2 separate regions of the Mus musculus genome follow, and region 1 is linked to region 2. A link is a contact called in public Hi-C data. All regions are on one chromosome and are shown on one strand. Each heading gives the region's core, a stretch centred on a gene start, on an enhancer-like site or on the middle of the called end of the contact. The rest is flanking DNA. Distances are from core to core; before and after follow the strand shown.

Evidence for each region. Hi-C and Micro-C count contacts between places; a contact is called where the count stands out from the background.
Region 1: a contact with region 2 is called in a Hi-C map of the N1E-115 cell line, with 7 times the contacts expected there. The contact joins two enhancer-like sites. A contact is called at or near these places in 2 of 484 Hi-C or Micro-C datasets (the N1E-115 cell line and nephron progenitors), 6 of 115 datasets of contacts at active chromatin or transcription factors (all in embryonic stem cells) and 1 of 9 other capture datasets (embryonic stem cells).

What each region holds. Positions count from the first base shown.
Region 1 is chr9:111,737,487-111,743,791 of GRCm38.p6, reverse strand. No RefSeq gene overlaps it. Among named protein-coding and RNA genes, the nearest start is that of Stac, 50 kb to the right of the region's middle. Within about 2 kb of position 4,096, at least 20 of the 459 cell types and tissues checked have an H3K27ac peak or open chromatin away from gene starts, as enhancers often do. A contact at or near this core is called in the N1E-115 cell line, where this site is marked.
Region 2 is chr9:111,576,756-111,583,116 of GRCm38.p6, reverse strand. All of the region lies in intron 8 of Stac (src homology three (SH3) and cysteine rich domain), which reads left to right. Gm36088 (a long non-coding RNA gene) reads right to left here. Exons shown (of 3, transcript XR_379898.3): 3 at 5,303-5,520. Among named protein-coding and RNA genes, the nearest start is that of Gm36088, 6.0 kb to the right of the region's middle. Within about 2 kb of position 3,431, at least 8 of the 459 cell types and tissues checked have an H3K27ac peak or open chromatin away from gene starts, as enhancers often do. A contact at or near this core is called in the N1E-115 cell line, where this site is marked.

The DNA.
Region 1 (6,305 bases), core at 2,847-5,346, 160 kb before region 2:
TTTATCACAAGACCAGAAATAAAACTTGAACAGTCATACATCTAGAATAATACAAAAACTTGTGGGGTTTTTTTTGTATATAGTATAGATCCAAATGTGAAGCATATCTCAATATATACAGCCCTAGAAAATTCTTGTGTGTGTGCTAATAATGTTACCAGAGTCGTTAACTACATAAAACAATAGGAACAGCACCCCTGAAGAAATATGAGAGAAACCAGACACAAAAGGCACGTACAGTTTATAGAAAGGGCCAAGAGCCAGTACTAATGTGCACTGTTAAAAGTCAGGAGAGTGGTGGAGTGTGGAGGACGTGGGCTAGCATCTGGAACAGAGCCCAAAAAGGGGTTAGAGGCATAGTCTGCGCTTCTCCATCCAGGTGCTCATTGCATGGGCGTGTTCATATATTCTTTTGAAAATTTGACAACTTCTACACTTACACCACACACACTTTCCTTAAGCATATGTGTATGCATACGTGTGGGTGTGTGCAAGCCGCAGTGTGTGTATGGAGGTCAGACAAGAAGATGTGAGATCTGTTCTCTCCTTCCATTATGTGGGTTCCAGGGATCAAACTCAGATCATCAGGCTTGGTGGCAAGCGCCACCTTTACCTGCCGGGCTATCAGGCCAGCCAGCCTATAAGTATGTTGTGAATAACAGAACTGCAGGTCCTTTTACAGTTCCAGATTTCCCGTGTTAATTCATGGCTGTTATTTACCAAGTTATATAAAACCATAGACTGTCCTTCACAGCATCCTCTAGGCACAGAGAGTAGTGATTCGCTCTTGCAGAAGTAAAAACTTTCCATATAATCTTTGTAGCGAGGTGTCCTCTCATTGAATGATGGTTTTTGAGTCTTATGGATAAGATTCATTTTCTTGCATCAGCTCTGCCAGAGCATGCTGCCACACAGCTGTGGGAGATCAGAGAGAGCATGCCACTTCTGTTCTACCAACGCACATCAGTACATCACAGCTGCTGTCCAGCATGTCACCAGAGTGTGAGCTGGTGTCCAGTGTGTCACCCTGAGTGCAAGACACTATAAATGCAAAATTACATTTCCCCTGTTTTCAAATAAGGACATTAAAAAAAAGCACCTTGGAAGCTGAGGAGACGGCACAGTGGGTAAGATGGGTTGGATGGGGAGATGTTCAGTGGGTAAAAGGTTGGGGGTAGGGGATGGCTCAGATCTCTTGAAGATGAGATATTAAGTGAATGTATACACACACACACACACATACATACATACATATACATACAGCTCTTTAAAATGGGCATTTGGGGTTGAAAAAATGGCTCAATGAGTATAACGCTCGCCACGCAAGCATGACTCCAGTGCCCTAGAATCCACATAAAAGGCTGGTCATTGTATTATCCCCATGCTGGGGAGGCAGAAACAAGTGCATCCCTGGGGCTTGCTGTCCAGCCAGTCTTCCTGGATAAGATTGCTACAGATTCAGTGTGAGATTGTCACAAAAAAAATTAGGTGGAGAGTAACTAAGAAATACACATGGCATTGACTTCAGGCCGCCACACATATGTAGGTGCATGTACAACCACACAGAGACATGAGCACACACATGAACCTACACAAGAAAGAAAGACTGAAAACCACCTACATATCCCTCAAGAGCAAGAAGTATTGGCAAGTCAAGGTGTATGTGAAAAATAATGACCACATCAGCACAGATGAAATTATAGTAAGACAATTTCAGAATAATATATCCAATGTCATTCCAGGTATATAAAACAAAGACAGAAAAAAACCTGACCAATATTTAACCTAAATGTAGAAATGTATGTGTTAAAATCACAGTACAAAAGGGACAGAAATGAGATAAAATTGGGGAAAGATGGTTTCTAAATTCTAATGGTGCTCATTTAACTAACTCAGAGTTCTGAGTACCTAGATATATTCATTTTAATGGCATTACCTGTATTTTTTTTAGACAAGATGTTACATGTAGCTCTGGCTGGCCTAGAACTCTCTGTGTAGACCAGGGTGGCCTTGAACTCACAGAGATCCCCCTACCTCTGCTTCCTGGGTGCTGTGCACCAGCCTTAGAAATGTAACTGCGACAGATAGTGTAAATTAAAAGCCACTAACATTTTCAAGCTGTAAATAATTAGAAAATTAAGGAAGATAGCGAAACAAAAAAAAATTTCCAAAATACAAACAGCACCTGTCAGAAGCAGTACATGATGCATAATATAATATTATAAAATTATAAAAGCAAATTTCTGAATATTGGTGCAGAAGTGATCATGAAAATATTAACAAATATAATCTGACAGCAACTTCTTTTCATGAGAAATGAGTGACTATTTGGCAGTTAACAAAATGTGTTGTTAATTTAAAAAGTTATATACGAGTATAATTATACACGGAAGTGATGACAGATCGATCACCCAGTGGAATGAAGAATAAGGACTGAGACCTTTCAATCAAATCAATGATAAGCATTATTTCCTCAAAGAAGTAAGTGGGGGAGAGCAAACGCTGTCTGCTGACACCTGCAAGTTCATCACTACAAGTCACAGGCATGTCCCCATCAACCAGTTCTGCTCTCCCTTTTGCACTGTGGCATCCCTCCAAGCTTGCCACGAGTCTTCTCAGTTTTTGGACAGTTTGGGGGCTTTTGTTTAATTGTCAGGTGAGCTTTGCTTTAGAATAATTTAAGATCTATAGAAAAGTTGTCAAGTGTAGTCTTCATATGACCATGTCATCTGACACCCGCATGGCACGCGTATCTTGCGAAGAAGCCAGTATCAGAGGATCATTACTACTACCAGTCACATTTCAAGTTGCCCCGTGGTTGTTAGGGTCAGATTCTGGGCCCTGGCAGCTAACAAGCCAAGCTCAGCCGCCATCTTTAATAGACCAATTAAAGAGATAGAGTAACACAGAAATGCAAGAAAAGGAGATTTATTTAGTTAATGTGGCCACGTCAGAAAGAGAAACAAAGAGTTTCTGTGACCTGGCTGCCTCCAAGTCCATCTTCATGGTCCTGACATGTGCAGTCAGTCATCCAAGCTGCCACCTGTCACTGTGAGCATGAACATTTGTTAAGGGACAAATCTAAAATGAAATTCCAGCCTTCACTTGCAATTTCACTGTGATGCAAGAGGCAGCACCTGAATGAGAGACTCAACATGAACCAAGGCACCAGGCACCGGAAAGGACACTCAGCAGGAGTCACCATGGTGGCATGCTGTGCCCGTGTCTCTGAAGCTCATCACCACACCACCCTGCCCAGGCAGCCACACTGACTCTCAGCGCTCTTCTTCCAGAAGGTGCCTAAGGACTAAACCTGGCAATGGCCCTTCCTTGTAAACAGTTCTCATCTGGTCCTGTCAGTCCTGTTGAGTCAACAGTTCCTTGTCTGCAAGATAGAATGAAGAGCAACTCAGAAAAGAAAGGATTTATTTGGGGTTATAGCCCCAGAGGGGATGAATCTATGATGGTGGGAATGGCCAGCATCAGGAACCATGAAGCTGGCCCAGAAGTCAGGAAGCAGAGATGAACAGGATGTACAGTCAAGCTGTACAACCTCCCATCCCTGCCATAAATGGTGGATATCCTCCAGCAGGGTCCCACCTCCTAAGGGCTATATGGCCTGTCCAAAGATAATACCAGCTGGCTCCGGGTGTTTACCATATGTTCCTATGGGGCCATTTCATTTTCAAACCACAGTACATCTGCTAGGATGCGGGAAGCTAGGAGCTGCTGGGAAGCATCTGGTTTCTTTAATAGCTACCCACTATGTACCGTGTGCATGCAGACATCTTAGATTGAAAGCTGCTGGCTTGCTTCTCAACTGACCCCCATAACTACATAGCAGCTGTCCATAGCTATTGCTGTGCACTATCTGTCCCTTGTGCCAACCCTCTCTCCAGCTCCAGGCTCCTGCATAGGATAGGACACTCAGAGAATGTCTGACAGCATCCTGACACCACCACAGCAAGCGTCTAAAAGCTCCCATGCTAACAATCTTCAAGAATTGGAAGAAGCAAGAGAGGAAACACGGTCTTTTGAAAGCATGTTGCACTCCACTGCCGAGTGAGAAACACATTTAGTGAGAGCAAACTGCCATCACTCACAAAAAGCTACCAGGGTTCAGAGTCTAATTAGAGAAAAAGAAATCAATAGTGACTCACTTCCTTGTTAGAGGAATCGATTTTCCTGATAAGCTCGCAATATTCCTGGACTTTGTCTTCATCATTTTCTGGCAAAATGGCTCAGCTCCAGCTCTCCCCAAATCACACGGTTACATTGAGATGAGTGGTTTCCAGATGCTGGGAGTCACAAATCAATCTCCTTAAAGAAGCTGCAGCCTCCAGGCAGGCGAATAGGAACAGAAGCCAGCCTGCACTGACAGATAGCCAGAAGGTATTTTGAAAGTCAGAAATCCAGGTGTGGTTCGGGGGTCTTCTGCTTTTCATTCGAACTTTAATACTGACATGGACAGTGAACTTTGCCATTCTTTTTTCAGATAAATGAACCTACCCCCGTTGTACTTAGAAGACCTAACTATGTCTGTGTGGCTGGAGGGATGGCTCAGCTATTCAGAACACTTGCTGCTCTGGCAGAGGGCCAGGGTTGGGTTCTCAACCCCCATATGATGGCTCACAACTGTAACTCCAGTTCTAGGAGATCTGTCTTTCTCTAGCACTGCACACATGTGGTACATACACATATATGCTTGCAAATGTGCATACAGATAAAATGCATAATAAACCTTAAAAGGACTTCACATTGTATCTTACACTTTCACTGCTGAGTATCTGTTTCATGCATTTATCCACAGCCATGCACTTATCCACAGCTTCAGAGCAGCTATTCTAACTGTATAGAAGCTTGCTGAGATGTATAGATTTCCAGTCTGGTTAATTTTGATGCATAGATTTGTTGCCACTGTTGTTGTTTTTGCAAGTACTTTTATAATAAAAATTTCTAAAGATTTGTTTGATCTCTCTTAACTTTCCCTCCTCTCTCTCTCTCTCTCTCTCTCTCTCTCTCTCTCTCTCTCTCTCTCATCTCTTTCTCTATTCCTCTATATTTTGTGCCTGCATGGCCTGGAGAAAAATAATTTCACAGTTCTGAATTATTTATTCATATTTAAAAGGAGATTGGAGTGTGTTTGACATACATGCAGGCTCAGAACAATTCTATGAAATTCAGCAATTGTGTGCAGTAGATATGGGTCCAAATACAGCAATCCATTTAACCCTCACACGAGCCAGCAATGAAGATGCCAACGTTATTCTTATTTACAGACAAGTCCATGAGGACTTAGAAGGTCTTAAGTACTTTTATTTTTACCCAATCTTACTTCACACCCAGGGCTACATGAGACACAAGATCTTAATGACTACATTCTTGAACTTGTCACCTGACCTATCTTGTTCTAGTTTCTAGGACCAATCATGTCCATGCAGGTGCAGTTAAACTTGGTCAGTAATGAACAGTTGCTGAGTCAGTGAATGAGATGTTGGCAACTAAAACACCAGTCTCCCCTATTCTTCCTGCTGACATGCCTCTGCCTAACAAGAAGACCAGGACGGTAGATGTGTTCAATAAATTACAGGGTTTGGAGGTTTCTTTCCCTTAGGAAGGAATTAAGTCTGTCATGGTCACATAATAATAGTCATGATTAATATCAACAGAGAGATGGATTAGCATCATTAATGTCAGGCTGATGTGACAGCTGATATTCTCTGTCAATTTGGCTGGACTGAGAGATGCCCTGATGGCTGGGTAAAGTGTCACTTCTGCCTGTATCCTCCAGGATGTTTCAGAAGGGATCTGCATCAGTGGTTGCTAACAGGTGAAGAGATGGCCCTCACCAGTATGGAGGAGAGGTGTCTGGTCTGCTGAAACCTGGGTGGCGTAGGGAGGTGAATGAATGTTCATGTGCTCTTCTGATGCTGAAATGTCCATCTTATTCTTGCTTTAGCATCAAAGGCTCTGCTTCTCAGACGTTTGGGCTCTAGGACTTCTAACTGTTCCCAGTGCCACGAATTCTGCTTATCTGTGGATTTCTGACAGGACAGGCATGTGACACGGATGCTGCGGCCTACTGACCCATCCATCACCTGTGGCAGATCATAACACCCATCCTTTGATACAAAGACTTGATCATTCATGCTCTGGGAAGCCAGAATCTGCTTAGAATAGACACGAGAGACTATGGGTGTTGGCTTGTTTGTTTGTTTGTTTGTTTCTGGAAAGTTTAGTGGCATGGGTCATAGCAAAGTGGGGTTACCAGAAAGTCACAGGCAAGAAATATCTGGTAAACAATG
Region 2 (6,361 bases), core at 2,182-4,681:
TGGCTTTTTCTAGGATGTTTTCTCAGGGAGTTGTCTCTTGTTTGAGCTTAAGGGGTCACGGTGCTGGGAGGGAAGAGCAGACATAATTTACAGTCTAGTGTGAGGTGCTGGATGGGGAGAGCTGGTGCTAGAACACACCCCAGAGGGACACTGAAACAGTCTTGGGACTTCAAGGAAGGTTCTACAGGAGTCAGCATCAGCATCCGACTTGCAGAAGTCTGCCTGTGAGATTGGGGGCTAAAGGTTAAAGAGGTAAAATCTTAATCTCTAGATTTAGAGAAATTGAGCAAGAAGCATGAAGTTGGGGGGCAAATGCCAATCCCAGAGAAAATCTTGAAAATTCAGGGCAGAGGCACATAAAGCCAGTTATTGGTTCTTGCTTGTGATTCTTTGTCTTCTGGGAAACTGGGTAGGAAAACCAGCATTAAGAATATGGGTAGAAAGTAGAGGCTGGGACCAGAGAGGCTGACCATTCCAGCCTGGCTCCCACCTGTACTTTGCACCCTATGTTGATGTTGGTCAGTGTCCTCTCTGAAGACCCTTTGAATTTAAGGAGTTAAGCTTTCATTTTTTTTTAAAGTGTGTGTGTGGATACATGTATGTGAACATCATGTGTGTGCACGAGTGTGAGTGTGTGTGTGTGTACATATGCACATATGCTCATGTGCATGTGGAGGGCAGAGAATAGCTTTGGGTATCATTTCTCAGGAATTGCCTGCCTTTGTGTTTATTTTTATTTCTTGAAATAAGCTCTTGCCTGAAACTCACCAAAAAGACTGGGCTGGCAAGCCCTAAGTATCTACATGTCTCTGCTATGCCAGCCCTGGGATTATGGGCATGCACCGCCATACTCAGCTGAACAGCTTTGTTTTCCTTGCTTTTGTTTGTTTTTATTTTTGTTTAATGTGATCTCTGGGAACGAGCTAAGTTCCTCACCAACCAAGCTCTCTCCCCAGTCTTAGTTTTATTTTTCATTGACACATCATTGCATGCATTTGTAAGCTACTACACGCTAGCTTAATAAATATTTATAGTGTATGTTGATTGAATTGGGCTAATTGTCACACCTGGCACCTTAAAGATTTATCATTTCTGTGTTGGGAACATTGGGAATGATCTTTAATGACTATTTTTAGACATAAAAGTATCATCATGTAACTGTCACTGACCATAGTCACCCTACCATGCTGCAGAACTCTCCTTCCTGTCCCTGCACACCTGTACCCATCATCTATCCATCCTCCACTCGTTTTTGGAAAATGAGCTTAGACAATGTAGTTATGTATCCCAACTTCATCATGCACAGTACACTCTGAGAAGTCTCTCGGGACTAGGTTTGACCCTGGAGCCCAGGAAGCCCGTGGTCTGCCGACTAAGCTCATGAAGCCTTGCTCCTGGTACAGAAATTTTACAGGTCAAGCTGTGACTCTCATCTATCTAAATGATTCTCTGACCCATTAACAAATGGGAGAACTGGTAAGACGTCACACATGCTTCTGAGGGAACCCAGTCCATCACGTGTAGAGACAATGAGGACTGCTGATGGGAACTGGCAAATCAAGGAACAGAATTCATGAGGTATTCTTGACTAGATTCTGCTAGGCACAACCCTCTTTAATTTCTATGGACAGTGATAATTGCATTGTTATAAATTTTCTGCAGCTTTTTTATTTATTTATTTATTTTATTAGGTATTTTCCTCATTTACATTTTCAATGCTATCCCAAAGGTCCCCCATACCCACCCCCCCAATCCCCTACCCACCCACTCCCCCTTTTTGGCCCTGGCGTTCCCCTGTACTGGGGCATATAAAGTTTGCAAGTCCAATGGGCCTCTCTTTCCAGTGATGGCCGACTAGGCCATCTTTTGATACATATGCAGCTAAAGACAAGAGCTCTCGGGTACTGGTTAGTTCATATTGTTGTTCCACCTATAGGGTTGCAGTTCCCTATAGCTCCTTGGGTAATTTCTCTAGCTCCTCCATTAGGGGCCGTGTGACCCATCCAATAGCTGACTGTGATCATCCACTTCTGTGTTTGCTAGGCCCCGGCATAGTCTCACAAGAGAGAGCTATAACTGGGTCCTTTCAGCGAAATCTTGCTAGTGTATGCTTTTATGAAAAAAAAAAAGAAAGCCATTGAAAGGAAGACATAGGATACATGGGACAATTTCAATATTTTTGAATCTGTTGAGGCCTTATGTACTCACTGATAAGTGGACACTAGCCCAAAACCTAGGATACCCACGATATAAGATACAATTTCCTAAACACATGAAACTCAAGAAAAATGAAGACTGAAGTGTGGACACTATGCCCCTCCTTAGAAGTGGGAACAAAACACCCATGGAAGGAGTTACAGAAACAAAGTTTGGAGCTGAGATGAAAGGATGGACCATGTAGAGACTGCCATATCCAGGGATCCACCCCATAATCAGCATCCAAACGCTGACACCATTGCATATACTAGCAAGATTTTATCGAAAGGACCCAGATGTAGCTGTCTCTTGTGAGACTATGCCGGGGCCTAGCAAACACAGAAGTGGATGCTCACAGTCAGCTAATGGATGGATCACAGGGCTCCCAATGGAGGAGCTAGAGAAAGTACCCAAGGAGCTAAAGGGATCTTCAACCCTATAGGTGGAACAACATTATGAACTAACCAGTACCCCTGAGCTCTTGACTCTAGCTGCATATGTATCAAAAGATGGCCTAGTCGGCCATCACTGCAAAGAGAGGCCCATTGGACACGCAGACTTTGTGTGCCCCGGTACAGGGGAACGCCAGGGCCAAAGGGGGGGAGTGGGTGGGTAGGGGAGTGGGGGTGGGTGGGTAAGGGGGACTTTTGGTATAGCATTGGAAATGTAAATGAGCTAAATACCTAATAAAAAATGGAAAAAAAAATGTGAAAAAAAAAAAAAAAAAGAAAGGAAGACATAACCTGATTATTCTGTCCATTCCCAAATTTTCCACGATCCCCCCTCCCATCCCTAGTGTTCTCCAGAAAAGCTGTGAGGTTGCCCAAGACAACATCATTTTAGAGGAGAAAACTGGTTGGAACAGTAAAGCCATTGACTATAAACCATAAAATTCTTGTGGAGAATGTTATTAAAGTTGAGATTCCTGGGTACACCATAGACCTATACCCTGAATCAAATTCTGCCTGGAATTCTATGTGGTTAGATATTCACCTGGATTCTGATTGTCTTCTAGATTTGAAAGCAGTTGTGACTGTCAGTAGGCAATGACAGACTCAAAACCAAAATACAGGGCTACAGAGACAGTCCAGGCTGTAACACACTTGCTTCATAAGCATGGTGACATGAGGTCAGTGCCCAAAATCTGTGTAAAATCAAAAACAGGGCATGTAGCATGCAGTTGTAATGCCGGCACTGAGGAAGTAGAGATAGTGACTCAGTGATCTCCACGTCACTCCAGTGAGAGACCGGGGCCTAGCAAACACAGAAGTGGATGATCACAGTCAGCTATTGGATGGGTCACACGGCCCCTAATGGAGGAGCTAGAGAAATTACCCAAGGTCAAAAACCAAAGGTAGACAGTTTCTGAGGAACAACATTCCATGTGATCCTCTGACTTAGAGACACACACAGACAGAGAGAGAGAGACAGAGAGAGAGACAGAGACAGACAGAGACAGAGACAGAGAGACAGACAGAGACAGAGAGAGACAGAAAGAGAGAGACAGACAGAGACAGAGACAGACAGATAGAGACAGAGAGAGAGAGACACAGAGAGAGAGAGACAGAGAGAGAAAGAGAGAGAGAACTCCAGTTTCCCGATTCTGTTTTAACCTGTGGAGAGAGCTGCGTTCACCTTTGACCCACCCTGAAGTTCACCTTGCCCATTGTATACAACCCTCTGTAAAAGAAGAAAGGAGGAATGCTCGAGACAAATGAGACAGGAGAAGACTCCCCTGGTGTCTCATTTCCATTCTCTAAGTACATTACTGCTTGGCAAATGCATCAACTTAATTAAAACTAAATGTAATTCTAATGCACCAATTTGATTTAAAAATAATCTTCACAGTCGCCAGGACATCAAAATCCAATTAAGGCTATTTGAGGAAAGTCTCTGGTGCATATTATTTTGTGATGCTGCACGATGTCAAGAAGCCCAGACCTTCCCGAATGTCACTAATGTGTTTAGCTGCCTCCCTCGCACTCAAACGCCTCTCTCAATTAGGTTCTAGAGAGCGTGATCCACGACAGTTCAGGAACATCTCCCCAGTTCCTTCCAAATGGCTCTTTAGCTGAATGTTCCGGCTGGAATATGGACCTGGGAGAAAATGCAAACAGCCTCAAGGCTCTCGGGTTTAAGATGGAAATCAAACTGCAGAGTCAAGGAGTTCCTGATGTGCCAGGGCTGTAAACAATTCTGGACCAGATTAACGCAAACTGAGAAATTAGTCTGATTAAAAAAAAGAAAAAGCTCAACAGTAAATCTCAGATGAGCAGAGTAATTTGGCTACTTCCCTTTGCTTCTCCCATTGGCTGGCTCTTTCAAGGACATCTGTGGTGTTGATAGACTCAATGTAGACTTCTCTTCAGCTAATGAATAGGCTAGGGTATGGAATATTAAAACTGTCCAAAATGCCTGCAGAGTGATATGGGCAACTCTCCTGCATTTTGATAAGCCATGAATAGTGTTAAAGGCACTCGATATCCTGCAGCTAGCCATGGAGCCAAAGCCCGATGTAAGTAGTCTAGTCTCTCTGTCCCTGCTGACATGTGCACAGACATGGCTGGTGGTGCCCATTTCATGCAGTGGGCATTGTTCCTCCTACAGAACATCTGCTGTTTTCAGCCCTACAAAAATACTACGGTAATGAGGCACATAGAGTCAACTGCCAAGCTTAGCTCTGATATTTGTGGTCAGAAGGATAAAGGGAAAGGAGACTGGGTCTACACAAACAAAGGCAGAAGCCTTCCTGAGTTCTGAATTATCCTAAAGACTAGAGTCTGAGGCTACCCAAGGAAGCAAACATCTCATTACCAATTGTCCCTGACAAAAACTAATGAGGGCAGTGTAGCAGTACACAGTGGTAGGCCTCTGTAATCCCAGATTACAAGAGATTGCAAGTTCAAGGCCAGCCTAGGAATCATAGAAAGACCCACATCTTTATGCGGTGGGCATGGGAGACAGAGACAGAGCATACCACATCCACTAGATCTTGTCTCTAAGTAAAAAATGACAGGCCTGGGAGCAAATTAGCAATTTCATAGAACCAAAGACTTCCATGTGTTTTAACTCAATCCACAGAATAACTTTTCAAAATAACAATATTCCATAATCTATTTATTATCGTGTGTGACATATAAACTTACAGCATATCATTGTGACAGCTCAGGATCAGAGCTGTAAGTGCTGGGGTTTTCACCTGGATCTAACTCCACACTTGATCTACTCCACGTGGGACTTGTTCCTCATTCACGGAAGACGCTCACTCACTGTCTGTCGGTGGTTTCCTGTTTATAGACTTCTGCTTTTGAGATTACCGGCATCCTGAGGGCAGGAATAATGGCTTCAGAACAATGGTGGCCATCATTTATTGTGAACTTGCCTAAATGTTTTATATAAATATCAATGCCAACTTAGTGTTTAAAGGTAAAAACCATAAAAGCCAGTGCCCCTCCCCTGTGCCTTCAATGGTCCACCCTTTCATGTGGGATACTAAGGTCTGAGGAGGTTTCTTTAAGCCCCAGTCTCTTCTTATCCCACTTGTAGAAAATAATGTATTTGTCTGGAAGGAAAATGGAGATGCCATCAGAGGGTGCTGTGTTAGCCTCAGCGGAGTTAACTACGGAGTTAAAACGGAGGCCTTGAGAAATCTTGCCATATCTGTGCTTCTAGTGCATATTCAAGACCTGAATGTCATAGGCTCTCAGAAAATATGAGCTCAGCATCCTAGAATCTTCTTTGGCTATTCAGGCAGAGGTCAAGACATGAAGATCATTTTTCTGACTTCCAAATACAAGACAAAGATAGCCCAGTCCTCCTGCTCTCCCGACAATGGATACCCATCCTCAGAAGAAGTGTCTTCATTGGGGAATGAGAGTGTCTTCACTTCTAAGAACCTTTATCCACCCAGGGCACAGGAGAAATGGGCTGTGGGACCTTAGACCAGACTCCCCCTAGGAACTCTCATCCATGAAACATGAAGCCGTCTTCAATAACAGTTTCCAGAAGATTCCACATAGTCAGGTTGTACCATCCCTAGCTCTGTACACAACACACTTTTGCCCACAGGGGTCTCCTGAGATAAACAAGCATTGGGCTTGCATTCTCTTCAGACTGATGGCAAAGGCTCTCTGAGTAGAGTTGGTTGGTACGGTGCTTTGGTTCT